2 separate regions of the Macaca mulatta genome follow, and region 1 is linked to region 2. A link is a contact called in public Hi-C data. All regions are on one chromosome and are shown on one strand. Each heading gives the region's core, a stretch centred on a gene start, on an enhancer-like site or on the middle of the called end of the contact. The rest is flanking DNA. Distances are from core to core; before and after follow the strand shown.

What was found. A called contact is a pair of places that touch in the nucleus more often than the background predicts.
Region 1: a contact with region 2 is called in a Hi-C map of fetal cortex germinal zone, with 1.9 times the contacts expected there. The contact joins two enhancer-like sites. A contact is called at or near these places in 2 of 14 Hi-C or Micro-C datasets (fetal cortex germinal zone and fetal cortical plate).

What each region holds. Positions count from the first base shown.
Region 1 is chr7:46,222,566-46,230,142 of T2T-MMU8v2.0, reverse strand. The region is part of intron 2 of CORO2B (coronin 2B); the gene reads right to left. Among named protein-coding and RNA genes, the nearest start is that of CORO2B, 76 kb to the right of the region's middle. Within about 2 kb of position 3,457, at least 10 of the 40 cell types and tissues checked have an H3K27ac peak or open chromatin away from gene starts, as enhancers often do. A contact at or near this core is called in fetal cortex germinal zone, where this site is marked.
Region 2 is chr7:46,152,552-46,159,414 of T2T-MMU8v2.0, reverse strand. The region is part of intron 1 of CORO2B (coronin 2B); the gene reads right to left. Among named protein-coding and RNA genes, the nearest start is that of CORO2B, 5.3 kb to the right of the region's middle. Within about 2 kb of position 2,489, at least 5 of the 40 cell types and tissues checked have an H3K27ac peak or open chromatin away from gene starts, as enhancers often do. A contact at or near this core is called in fetal cortex germinal zone, where this site is marked.

The sequences.
Region 1 (7,577 bases), core at 2,208-4,707, 70 kb before region 2:
CTCCTGTTGGGGGGCTTGGGGATGGCTGCCCTTTGTGGAAAGATCTCCTGCAGACTGAAATTCCACTATTATCAACACATTCCTTCCGGTCTCAAGAGTTTGGTCTCCTTAAATCTCACCCTAACCTCCATCAAATGCAAATTCCCTTAGTAAAGGAAAGCCATTGTTATCATCAACACCTTAGTAGATGTGAGTTTGGACTCTGAGAAGGGGCTGAGGGCAAGGATGCTGGGGAAGGGGGCCAGAGGGTGTCCAGGCATGTCATGCAACCTTGGATAAGACACTTCTCCTTTTTGGGATCAGGACTTGTCGTGGGCACAACAAGGTGGTTGGAATATATGATCCCTGGGGTCCCCTCTGACTCTGGCATTGTGTTAATGGAAGACTGGGATTGGGGCACTGGGGAGGTGGGCTGGTGAGAGGCATGGACTGTGAGGACTGTGTGGCTTCAGCCTGGCTCAGAGCACAGAGCTCATGCTCATTCAATGGGGCTGTGCTTCCGTCTGAGGCAGTTAGACCCCACAGAGCCCCCGTCTCAATTCCAGCACCGCTTTCTCCCACCAGCCTGGGTCTTTTAATAATAGAAGCAATATAGCTCAGATTTGTTGAGCACTTGCTCTATGCCAGGCACTGCGGTAAAACCTTTACATGCCTTCCCTCATTAAACCCTGGCAGGCAGTCCAAATCCAGATAAACAGGCAGGCTGGCTTGAGAGGGGCACCACCAGGCTCCATGGCAGCCCTGGACCCTCCCTAGAATCCCTCACCTCCAGGCGCCCAGCCTGGCATGGCCACCCCAGTCATGCCTCCCTGGAGGCCCCGCACCACCATCCCTGTACCCTTTCAGGCACAAATGACTTGCCTATGGGTGCCTTCCCCTCGATGTAGCTCACTGCTAGGAATACTCAGGGACTGTGCCTGACAACAGTAGCAGGAAGGCCAAAGACAAGGCTCTCACTTGCTGGCCACGGGCTCCAAAGCTCACCAAAGCTAACAGGCTATTGCTAGGATGGGGAGGACTGGAGATGGGTAACAGTCCTTGGCATCACCATGGCTCCCATTTACTAGCACGTACTATGGGCCAGGCTACATGCTAAGCGCTTTTGACAGCACCTTATTTAATCATCGCAGCACCCTGAGCAGCATGCACTATTATTATTTCACAAACAGGGAAACTGAGAAGCAGACATTAGAGGCCTAGGGTTTCACAGCTGAGGGGTGGAGCTACAACTTCCAAAGGTATGGGAGGCTCCAGGCCCTAGAAGGAAAATGGGTAGCAGATCAAGCAGACTGGCCGATGCTTCAGAGGTCAGGGCAGTGCCTCTGGGCAGAGTTAGGGCCCATGGCTTGACTTCACAGAGTCCTAGTGAACCAGCTACTATAATTTTACTATAATTTCCAGCCTCCCTGGCTCTGCAAGGAATGAGAGGGATTGAGCCAGGAAGACAGCTCAGCTGTAGACCCTGGCCCAAGGCAAAGGGATGGATTCTTTGACCTACCATGATGCCCACCAGCCAGGCTGCATCTCTGGCCCCCTGGACTCCAAATCCAGAGAATGCGCATCCCATAACCTTGTAATAAAATAAGAGAGCGACACTTCCATTTCTGCTGAAGGGCTTGCCTTCATTTTCCTCAAAAATCAGCAGCCATTCTTCCAAAAAAGGAAAAACACAAAGCAAGGCTGTCAATCTTGGGCCTCAGACAAATGAAATAAAGTTGCGACTTTTCTCTTTGAGAGCACAATTCTCCTCCCTTTTCCAAAGTCACTTACTGTACATTCAGGCTGTCACGGGCTTTGAGATGCAAATTGCACCAAGCGGAAGGCAGCCTGAAGAACAAAGAACGATTGAGGAAAGATCTGAAAAATGGATTTGGAAAAGGCTCTCTGAATTCCCTTGGAGAGGCGGAAACCTCACTGCAGAGCAGTGATGAAGATTCAGGCTTTTTTTTTGTTTTTTGTTTTTCTGAGGGAGAGAAGGCTTGAGGAGCTCAGTGCTGATTATGGGGGAGTGATGGGGTGTTACAGAAATCTGGAATGGGAATGAAGGCTTTGGGTGAGCAAACAAAATATTATTTTATTACAGTCCTCAGCACTGAGCTAGGCACCTTTCCTCCCAATCCTTCTTTTCATATTAGGCCTAAGACATGCTGTGAGCTATGGAGCTAATTGATCCACCAACTTCTAGATTCAACTCCAGAGTTAAGAACAGCTGGGCCATGCAATATCATTCTAAGGGCTTTCAGGGGAGGATGCAGCCCCTTTCGGTCTGGGCAGCCCCTGTAGGGTGCTGCATTCTCCCTAGGATCTGGTGGGGATGAGCTGCCAGGATCAGCAAAGAAGAGACCCCATCTCAGGGTAGATGGGCACCTGCCTCTGTGACTTGGCCATAGGTCAGCCCAATGGCCCCTTGGCTGAGGATCTACTGTGAGCCAGTCCCCGTGCAAACCAGATACATTTCCCACCCCTGGGGGCTCTCAGTCCAAGACAGGCAGCCAACTGGGCTAACTCCAGGTGGTCAAGACTTGGTGTTGTTCACTGCTTCCTCTTCGGTTGAGGAACTCTGACTGAAACCTAGCAGGCATTCAACACCCATCTGTTGGATGGATGGGCGGGTCGGTGGGCCAGTTTTGCCTCCTGACCTCTGGAGTCATGCTATCTTGTCTGGACCTCTCCTCCAGGACCCCACCCCTGCTTCTCCTTGCCAACTAGAATTGTTGCTTCATTCCTTCAGAGAGTAAGCTTCCCCAAGATCTGCTGCACTTGTATGGAGTCTGGAAACATCTATGCTCTTGGCTTCCAAAAGAGATGGACACATGGGGTGTCAGCTCATCAGAGAGGTGTACTAAAGTGTTGGCTGAATCAACATTCAAGGAAATCCTCTAAGACATCCAAATGGCAGTAATAATAATACAAGGCACATTTATAGAAATGCTCCCCTCTAATCCACTGTAAGGTGGGCAGGCACATGACTGGGAGAGCCCTGGACTAAATTCTGACTCTGCTACTTGTGGGCTGTGACTTTTCTGAGCCTCTGTTTCTTTATCTGTAAAACGGGGAGAATAAGTATACTTTCATCATAGAATTTGAGGTGAGATTCAAACAGAGCAGGTACATTAGATCCTCAAAATTTCCTCAGGCCACACTATCGTGGTGGGGAGGGAGAATGCACCACCCCAGCCCCAGAGACCCGGTGTACAGCTGGGACTGAGAATGGCTGGGTTATAGGGAGAACCCAGACTCTTGATATCTAGGCCAGGTTTCTTCTCTTTCTGCCAGGTGCCAGTTGGGGTAGCAGGTAGCTCTGGTTCTAGCCCTGGTCTTCCTGTGGCCTGGATCTGGAAGTGGCAGGCAGTCCTGGTGAAGTGCAGCCGGAAAGGGGTGGCGCCCCTGGGGAGGCCCCGGTGGTTAATCAGGCTGCTGGGCACAGTGCCTGCTCTCTGGAATACTCATAAGGCCCCTCCAGCTGTGCCAGGCAATCAGGGTGCTGATTGCTCCCCCATCTGCAGCTTAACATTCCACTCCAGAGAGCTGGCGGCTGAATGTTAACTAGGGGAAAAAGCAGGCACTGGCCTTCACAACGGCAGCGTGAATAAGAGACCTGGGGAAGACAGAGCCACTCCTTCGAGATCTGCCAGCCAGAACTTATCTGTTTACCAGCATCATGGGCGGCGGAAAGAATCGTGGATTCAGAAATAAGTGAGCTGGTTTGAGGTCCACACTGTATGCCCGGCTCTACCCACCTGCTGAGAGGATCAATGAACACAGAGTTTGCTGGAACTCGAGAGTGCTGTACAAAGGCAAAGCATCATCGCGGTTGTTGTTTGTAGTTGTTGTGGACATGGCTTCCTACTCTGCAGAATAATTTTTAATCATAAATATGGAAATCTCAAGCAAGCTGGTTTTGAAGGAAACGGAGCAAGGAGAGAAAAGCTCTGTGGAAGGTTCTGAGCCTTCCTCAGGAGGTGTGGCCTCGGGGCAGGGATTTGGGCATCCTGGGCAGGTGCTATTCGCTTCTGGCCCACATCTCTTAGAAAAGCAAGCAAGGAATGAGAGGAGACACTCGATGATAGTAGAGGGAAAAAATTTAGAGAAGAACTAAGACAATTCTCTGCGGCCTGCTGTTTGCTCAAGACAAAAATCTGGAGCCATTCAGCGTAGGGACAAGACTGCCCCACCATCAGTTAATAGCTCATAACTAACGCTCAAAGTGATGATTTGCAGTCACCGAGAAATGGCCAAAATCTCTTCTGTGTTTGAATTGAATACAGGAAACTGTTTTCAGGGAAATTTCTATCAAACTGAGGGGGTGAAAACTGGAGCTAAAATAATCTGACCCTTCTTCCTCCTAGAAAATCGGGTAGCATGGAACAACATCTCCACCGCTGCCAAATCAAGGAAGGGTTCCGCATTGGGACTGACTGCCTCCCTCTCCCCGCACCCCCTGCACCAACCGGGAGGCTGTCCCATGCTTGCAGGCCCAGCCCTGGCCACAGGGGGCGGTAGAGGGACGGCCGTGGCCTGGGCGGCAGGGAAAGCCGGTGTTGGCTCCAATACCTAAGCCACTCCACTTTGGAGGCGGGACCCTTTGTCCCATAGTCCCCAGACTCAGGGTCCTGCCTGAAACTACTTGAGCCTCGCAGATCAAGGAGCTGCCTTACCCCCCCACGGAGTCAAGAACCCACCCCACCCCTCGCCATGCCTTCATTATGGGTCCCGCAGTTCTGTTTCAACTTTCTGCAGCGAGCCCAGATTCAGGTGTTACTCTGGGAGGAAACATTTGCTACATACATTAGGGAGGGCTGATGTTCAAGGTAGATGAAGACTTTCATCTGGCCGGAGGGCAGCAGGCAAACCGAGCGGATGGGGCCCCTCTTGTCCATACCGGTGCACACACTACACTGAGCCCCTCTCCGGCCTGCAGGGCCTCTGAAACTTCAGGGGCTCCCTCTTCACATCAGCGAATTGCCTTTATTTTTTCCAAAGTACAAAACGTTAAGTACTCGTAAGAAATTTAGATCATATAGCTAAGGGAAAAGAAAATTACAGAGGACTCATGCTCCCAATACTTGGGAGATAACATAACTTTTGACATTTGATGTATATTTTTTTCAGTCGCTTCCAGATAGGTAAATAGTTTTTGTTTTTGTTTTTGAGACGGAATCTCGTTCTGTCGCCAGGCTGGAGTGCAGTTCCGCGATCTCGGCTCACTACAACCTCAAGCGATTCTCCTGCCTCAGCCTCCCAAGTAGCTGGGATTATAGGCACGCGCCATCATGCCCAGCCAATTTTTGTATTTTTAGTAGAGACGGGGTTTCACCATGTTGGCCAGGAATGTCTCAATTTCTCCTTCTCTCTCTCTTTTTTTTTTATATGGAGTTTCGTTCTTGTTGCCCAGGCTGGAATGCAGTGGCCGGATCTCAGCTCACTGCAACCTCCGCCTCCCGGGTTCACGCCATTCTCCTGCCTCAGCCTCCGGAGTAGCTGGGACTACAGGCGCCCACCACGATGCCCAGCTAGTTTTGTATTTTTAGTAGAGACGGAGTTTCTCCATGTTGGTCAGGCTGGTCTCGAATGCCTGACCTCAGGTGATCTGCCCGCCTTGGCCTCCCAAAGTGCTGGGATTACAGGGGATAAATATTTGTAATGTGATTAATCATTAATCATATATTGCATTTCTTCACGTAACAGTGTATCATATAAATAGTTTTCTCTTGTTAAATATTACTCTGCATCTCTGGTCCTCAGTGTATGGTCTGGGGACCTCTGGAGATCCCCGAGACCATTTTATGCAGTCCACTGGGTCAAAAGTATTTTCCTAATAATAGGACATTATCTGCCATTTCACTCTCTTTCTCTCTCTGGAGTGTACAGTGGGGTTTTCCAAAGGCTGCATAATGTGTGCTATGCAAAGCCAGCCAGCTGTCTTCTAATAAGCCAGACTAATATTAAAGAGATTTGCAAAAGTGTAAAATGATACCATTCTTCTCATTAACTTTTCTGTCTTAAAAAAAGTTATTTTTAATAAAAATGTTTTTCAGGAGAACATGAAATAGACTTATAATTATGTAAGTTAATAAATACATATTTTTAAATTCCTTCATTTTTATTTTGAATATGCTAAATATTGATAGATACAACCCATATAAACAAAAGTTCTTTGGGCTCCTCCATAATCATTAAGAGTGGAAAGTGATCCTGAGACTGAACGCTGGAGAACGGGACTGCTCTACAGCATCATTTTAATGACTGCATAGTGTCCCTTTGTGTGGCTCTTCCCTCATTTGTTTACCGCATTTCCTGATTGATGGACCTGCAGGTTCTTTCCAACCTTTCACTATCATAAAAATGCTGCACATTCAGTACTCATGTAAAATGAAAACTTCTTGAAATGAGAGAAAACAACAGAAATCAGTTGGTAGTGTGAGTTGTCACAATGAGTGCATGATTAATCAAGTTAAACCAAATGTATTACAGCATGTGAACAAATAAAGCTGAAAAAAGATGTATATCAAATACACCTTGTATGTGTATATAGAGAGCATATTTCTACATAGAGAGACAAACTCTGTAAAGAGCATTCTTTTCTGCTGTCCATGAAGTGTTTACAAAATGTGTTCATATTCTAGACCAGTGCTACTGACAGTGTAAAACATTTCGTTACCATTACAGAAATTGAGAGGAAGCGTTTAGAAACGTTTAAGCAATTTGACAGAGAAACTTTATTTTTATTGAATATAATTTAAAAATTGAGGCTTGTAAAAATAATCGAGTACTAAAAAATGCTGCACACATATTTTTTAAATACACTTGGGAATATTTCTGTAGGATGGATTCCTAAAGTGGAATTGCTAGGTCAGTAGACATGCACCTTTAAATATTAATAGAAATTGCCAACTTGCCTTGTTTACATCTTACCAAGAGTGTATTTGAGCAGCTGCTCTCTCACACTTTTGGCAATACTGATGATTATTACTCTTTTAAATCCTTTCCAATTAGTAGGTTAAAATATATATTTTGCCTTCTATGAATTGCTTATTCATATCTCCCTCCCTCCCTCCCTCCCTCCCTCCCTTCTTTCTTTCTCTTTCTTTCTCTCTTTCTTTCTTTCTTTCTTTCTGACAGAGTCTCGCTCTGCTGCCCAGGCTGGAGTGCAGTGGGCGATCTCGGCTCACTGCAAGCTCTGCCTCCTGGGTTCACACCATTCACCAGCCTCAGCCTCCTGAGTAGCTGGGACTACAGACACCTGCCACCACACCTGCCTAATTTTCTTTTTGTATTTTTAGTAGAGACGGGGTTTCACTGTGTTAGCCAGGATGGTCTTGATCTCCTGACCTTGTGATCTGCTCGCCTCCGCCTCCCAAAGTGCTAGGATTACAGATGTAAGCCACCACGCCCGACCTTTTCTCTCTTTTCTTCTCTTTTCTTTTCTTTTTCTTTCTCTCTCTCTCTCTCTCTTTCCTTCTTTCTTTCTTTTTTTTTGAGCTGGAATCTTGTTCTGTCGCCCAGGCTGGAGAGCAGTAGTGCGATCTCGCCCACTGCAGCCTTCGCCTCCCGGGTTCAAGCAATTCTCCTGTCTC
Region 2 (6,863 bases), core at 1,240-3,739:
TAGCATAAGCACCTACCCGGGGTGAGCCTCCACACACCACCACTCTGGGCAGCCAGAGCCTCCAGGGGTGTTAGCATTTGTCTCATACAGGGGCCAGTAAGTTTAAGCCTGTGGCATGAACACCACGTAAAACATCCACCTTCTCTGAGCTCAGGCAAAGCAGACACCAAACTGCAGACACTTAGGGGTTTTTGTTTGTTTGTTTGTTTTAGAGATGGGGTCTCACTATGTTTCCCAGACTGATCCTCCTGCCTCAGCCTCCTGAGTAGCTGGGACTATTGGCGTGGACTTTTAACACTTTAGAAAAAAATGTGTGCCTGTGTGTGTGCGCATACATATCTCCCTATAGTTTGACTTTAAAGACCAAGGCCCAATATAGATAATAAGAAAGATCTAAAGAACAAAAATGGTCATAATTGAGCCCACTACAAATATAAGGTGGAAATTTTCCTGCCAGAGCAAAGTTTCCTTTTGGAAAAATAAATGACTTCTCCCTCCTGCCTGAGAGCCAGGAGAGCCTCTGGCCTCCTTACACAGCGCAAGGAGGCTCTGTGAGGCATCGGGGTGGGCAACTGAACTTGGAACTTCCACATCCCCCTGCCTGGGTTAGTTTTAGAAGCATCCAGGGTCAGGTCACCATCCCTATCACCAAGCAGCAGGCAAGGGGAAGGAAAGAGGCCAGAATCCAGAGGTCCGGACATGGACCAGTTCCATCCTGCCTCACTGGGCCACCTTTTACAGGTGACTTAGCCTCTCTGTGCCTGCGTCCTTATCTGTAAAGCAGGGATGATAACAGTAACCTATACCATGATGTTGCTCTGAGGATTAAATGAGTGGATACTTGTATCACGCTCTCATCAATGCCCGGCATGCAGGAAGCGATCAAGGTCCATGGTTTTTGACTCCTGACGTTTGCCCATTCATCCCTGGCCTATTGCTCCCTCCTCAGCTCCCCTCCTTTCACCTGCTACCTCCCACTCATCCTTCATGACTCAACTTAAAGTCACTTCCTGATCCCTCTGACTACATCAGGCCCCCTGCTATTCCCAGAGTTCCCTGTATTGCTCATTTCATAAGCCCCAGGACACTCATTAATTTTCTGTCTTCCTGAGAATAACAGCTAACACTACATGTCAGGCATATGGTAAGTGCCTCACATGGACCAGCTCACTTTATCTTAATAACAATCCTCTTAAGTGCTACTATTATCAATCCCAATGAATGGATGAGGAAACAGATGTTCAGAGAGGTGAGGCAACTTGCCCAAGAATACACAGAAAGTAAATGACAGACTGCCATGTGTTTGACTTCAAAGCCAGCATTCCTAGCCAGTGGCACCCCAAATCATCAGGGGCTATCTAGAGAAAAGGCTGCTTCTTGTAAGGGCTGCAGGCCTGGACCAGGGACCTGCGTTCTCTGAACCAAGCTACCCTCATGGAAATGGAGAAGGCGGCTCTGCCTCTGTCATACTTTGTTCTGCCCTGGGCTGAATGCCCTGCCCAAGCAGCCCGATCTGATGTCAAACACCATGCATAGGACACCCTCCTCCCCCAGCACCCTTCCCCGAATTATTTACATGACTCCCAGCTCCAGTAAAGACCACAGGCAAATCTAAGCAGGACACAACCATAGGCATCACCCTCAAGGCAACCAGCATTTGTCCTGCACATCCTCAGTGGCTGGACCACAGACACAACAGATAATAGCCCACTGTGTTGTAGGTGGGGGGCTGGTGGGGAGTGGAAGCAGAGTAGGATCATGTCCCAGGACCAAAGGCCTAGAAGTGAGATGAAAGTGTTCTCTGGAGTCAGACAGCCCAGGTACAAATCCCTGCTCCCCCCCAATTCATTCAACCTGTGACCTTGAGCAGTTCACCTACTCTCACTAAGCCTCACTCTCCTCCTCTGGAAAATGGGATGGATAATAGAATCTACCCCATGGTTGTGCCGAGTAAATGCGATCATGCATGCCCAACGCCTGCTTGATAACTGTCATTATCGTGATGATGGTGATTAATCTTCACGGGTTGTGGACCATTATGTGATCGGATTGAAAAGGTTCTGGCTCAAAGCCAGAAGATCTGGGCATGCATCCCGCCTCTGACCCACATTAGCTCTGGGACCAGGGTGTGGTCATCTCTCCACTCAGACATTGTTTATCCATCCCTAAATAGAGGGGACCCTCCCCACCATGAGAAAGCTGATGGGATTCAGGGCAGTAACCCATGGATGTATTCTGTACGAAAGACAGCCTGAGCAAACCTGGGAGCCTCCCATCGCTACATTAATTAATTGGAAGGAGGGTGCCAGCCAGAAACCAATTACAAAATCCCTCCAGGGGCCTCTGTGGGGGCAAAAAGGAGGGGTGAGGAAGGGCGGTGGTGGCTTCTCCCCATTCCCCACCCCCACCCCACTTGTGCCTCCTTAGCAGCTGGTCCTGCACTCCAGGCCCACAAAGGAGAGGCTCATTCTAAACAGCTTCTTTTCATGTGGAAGCCACTGGATTTGCATCTGTCCTTCCCTGGCAGGGCCTGCCCCATGCCAGCTGCTCCAAGCTCCCCAGGCTGCAGGGTGCTTCAGGACCCTGGGCCTGAGCCTGCGGGGCCAAAAGGGGGAGGAATGGGAACCCAATGGGGCTGATCAGGAAAAGAGGGAAGGAGACCGGGCTGGGCGCAGAGAGAATTTGCACACATTTTCATCTCCTGGACACAAGATAATCTCTGTGGCCAGGCATATCCAAATCAGAATCAGGGCTGCCCGGGTGCCAGTAGCCGAGACTCCACCAGTACTGGCCCTGGCGGAGGCTGTGTCTGCTCCAGCTAGTTGGCCTGGGAGAGCAGTGGAAAAACTCACTCCATCCCTGAGCTGCCAGGACATTGGCCCAGCCAGCGTCCACACTCCCAACCAGCCAAACTCGTGTGTGCCAACCTCACAGGGCTGGCCAGTGTGGGGTGATTCTGGGAGCCCTGGAGAGCCTCACACCCTGCCCAGCTTCCTCTAAGAGCTGCCATAGGTGTCAAGGTGGCAGTGCCTGGGGGGAGGGGAACACAGGGCCTCTGGGCACAGTCAGGAAGAAAGCATCTGACAGTGCTTTTCTGGAGAGTGAGATTCATTGCCTAGAGGGAGAGACAGTAAGGAAGGAAAGAGCCTGCATTCATTAGGCACTTACAGTATGCAGGCAAGACAAGAGATCTCCCAGCTTCTGCCCACTGGACCTCGAGACTCTGAACTCAGGGCTTTGGCCTTTCCATGTCCTTCTCCTCTAAGGCCCTGGATCCCAGGGACTGTGGCTAATGCCACTGTGTTCCTAATGCCTCACACAGGGTCTGGCCCAGGGTAGGTGCTCAGAGGGTGCTGGCTAAAGGAACGAATGACTCCTAGCCGCACACCTCCCAGCATGAGAATGCTGGATATCTGGAAGAAGCCCGGGAAGGGAGAGGAGGCATAAAGGGTGTGTGGGCAGAGCAGGCAGAGCTCCTGCCCACCCGCAAGTGGGCTCCCACCCGGGAGCTGGCTCTGTGCTGGTTCCCCCGCTTCCTCTTCACCAAGGCTTCCTGAGGTGCTGGCTCTCTCACTTCCTCTCCCAGGGAGACCCAGATAGGAACAAGGTGCTGGGATGTAGAATGCCAGGAGGTTCAGGTATCTCCCAGATACCTAGATTCTGCGTCAGGGAACCGGAGGCAGAGAGGCCTTATAATCCCCCTCGCCATCTGACTGTAGGTATAGCAAGGCTCCCATGGACTTGGCTCCCCTGCCCCACATCCTGTCCCTCCTCCCATCCCCGCAATGCTTTTTCCATCTAGGGCAGAGGGTATCCCACAGAGGGAAATCCAGGCACCAGCAGGACAGGCAGGGGCGATGCAGTGGGGTAACTGGAGTGGGGCCAAAACACCTGTGCCTGCTCAGGCTGCCCCAGGACCCCTTCCCAGGGCAGCCAGGTGGAAAGAGCACTGACCACCAGTCAGGAGGATTGACATGCCAGCCCCTCCAGCCTCAAACTTGTTGAATGACTTTGGGCAAGTCACAACGTCACAACTTCTGCTTCCAGGGTCTCAGCTCCCTCATTTCTCAAGGAAAGGGTTGGGGGATGTGCCTGCTCCAAAATTTTATTTTCCTGTGGGTGACTCTGTAGGGGCCCTAGAGACACACGATCTTTGGCAAATGCAGACCTGCTATTACCTGGGCAGGATAACATCATCCTCAGTCCTTTCACATTCAGCAGGAGCCACTGGCTCCTATCAGCAGTCTGTGCCCTGCTGCAGCTGGGGCAGCAGAGAGAAGGTTGCCCACAGAAAGAGGGGCCAAGGTACCGCTGACTGTGCTGCTCACGGACCTACAATCTATCTGCTTAGCAGGAAGGAGCATGTTGGCAACCAAGGTCTTCTCTTTTCCCACACTCCTTCTCCTGAGGCCTTCTGGGGTGCAGCAGGCAATTCTGCTGCTCAGGGCACTTGGTTCCTGGACCACTGACCCCTTGAGCCAGGCTCAGGAAGGTAAAAAGCATTCAGCTCATAGCATCTAACTTAACACGGCACACCTGAAAACAGGGGAGCCTGATCGCTGTAAGCCACCTCCTCCCTTACCTGGAAGACCTACCTCTGGTCACATCACAGCCAGCAGCCAGGAAATCCCTCAAAGGGCCTTTGAGCAGGACAAAGCGGGTTGCAAGGGCCTACACTTCAGCTCACAGGTTTTCTTATAGCCCATCAACTTGTACTTTACACACAACTCTATTAATGTACTTTGTCCTCTGCTTTTCCAGTTGATAGCAATGTAGAAACAGATATTTAGAACTGGAGAAGCACTGCTAGTCTGGTATATGACTGAGATGGAACACAAAGAGAAAAACTGTGCAAAGCAGTTAGAAGAACATGAAGAATAAAATCAGCTGGAGCTACTTGTCTCAGGGAAAGCCTTGGCTCCCTCACCCCGAGCTGCCCTAGGAAGCACGTTGGACTAAGACTGAGAGAAGGCAGCACCTTGACCTCCAGTGCATGCTCAGGGCTCTGCATCAGAGCCTTCCTTCCCTCCGCTCTTTCTTCCCTTTTGCTGGCTTTCTTCTCTTTCTCGTCCCAAAAGAAATTAAGGTAACTTACTAAATTATATATAATCAAATAGACTTTAAAACATAACCAGGAGAAATGTCATGGGGCTAGAAGGTTTCCGGGGCTCTGTGTTCCTAAGGCTAGTTAGGGCAGGAGTCCTTCAGAAACCCACAGGGTTTGCCTGCAGCTTCAGCAGTGTACCTCATGGTTAAGTGGGCAAGGGGATGTATGAGAGAGGCAGAAAACGGAAAACAGGCTGACCTCCTCTGTGGAAGTGCTACTGAGGATCTAGCAACTTGCCATCTGGTTTCCTCTTCTCCACTTGCCAGGCCTCTCTGAGCTCAGAGCTCCTGCAGTCCATACCTAACCCTGAACCAGAGGACTCTGCCCTCAGTGGACCTGGTACAAGGACTAAGGCATTCGTCCAAGGGGCAGGAAGTTGGGACCCAGCCATGACCCTCTGCCTGGAGAAGCAACAGCAGAGAAGTCTAGAGCCCTAGACACTGCCCTGGGAGCTCACTCTCGAACCCATTCCCTCCCCTACCTACCGCTCCCAGTGTGTCAGCAGCGATCTTACCTCTCACACTCTCTTTAGGGTTCTCCTTCACATCCGTCTTGTAAACAGACCACCCCCCAGATAACAAAGAGTCTCCCAATCTCCATCAGAGGTGACTTTCTTGCCAGAACTGAAGCTGCACCAAGGCTCAGCAGAAGAGGCCCTAGAGATCACTGGAATCAAGTCTTACATTTGACAGACAGAAAAACAGAGGCCCAAGGATGGAAGTGACTGTCCAAGGTCACACAGCCTGTTGGTGGCTGATTTAGGACTAGGGGCCAGGCCTTCACACTTCCAGAGCATGGTGGCTTTCCCTATAGTACTGGAGGAGCTACCACCAGCAGGCTTGTAGACAGCAAGACAGTCCCCAGGACCTCTCCTGCACCCCTCCTGCTATCTGTTCCCCACAAGAACACGCCGGTCTGTGAAGGGCCAGCAAGGGGAGAGAAGATAGGGTTAAGGTGGGGATTTTATTTAATCCTCTGAGCTGGCTTAAGCCAAAGCCACATTGGTTAGAGCAGGAGGTGAGCGACATGGAGGGTTTGTTGGGGGCTGGGTACGGGGGTGGAGGAGTGTTGAATAGTCATTAGATACCAAGAAGCTAGGCCTGCCAGCGGGCTTAACAGGTAAGCACCCACTTTCATGGACTCCCTGTCCCATCCCTGCTTCAAGGTTCAGGCCTCCAAGCAGTGCTCCTCTGCCATGGAAGTCCCCCAGTAGCCAGGATGCCCAACAGAGCAGAGCAGTGCAAAGATCACTGGCCATAGATTGAGATAGACTTGAGGACAAACCCCAGCTCTGCAACATACATGCTGTGTGATCTCAGGCAAGTCATTTCACGTCTCTGAGCCTCAGCTCCTTCCACTGTTAAAGCGAACCGAACACACCTTCCTTGCAGGCCTCCGGGGAAGGAAGGCTGCATGAGTTCACGCACATAAAGAGACACAGGGGAGGCGCCGAGTTAATCCTCAGCGCTATTATTCAAACCTCACATCCTTTCTCTCTCTAGCCGGGTCCATCCATTACTCCTCTGTCTCAGCCCACTTGCATCTTTGACATTAATAACCTTAATATCCCTCCCAGCTGAACAGCATGTGCATCATTTCAAAACCCTAAGCATCCTACCCGCGGTGGGTCACAACAGCCCTGCCAGAAGTAGCCAGAGCTGAGGAAGGCCCTGCACCGTCAAGTTCATCTTCTCGCAGTGCTCCCAAGTCCCAGAACCAGGGCCAATGGCAAAGTTTGGAGTTGGGCCCAAGAATC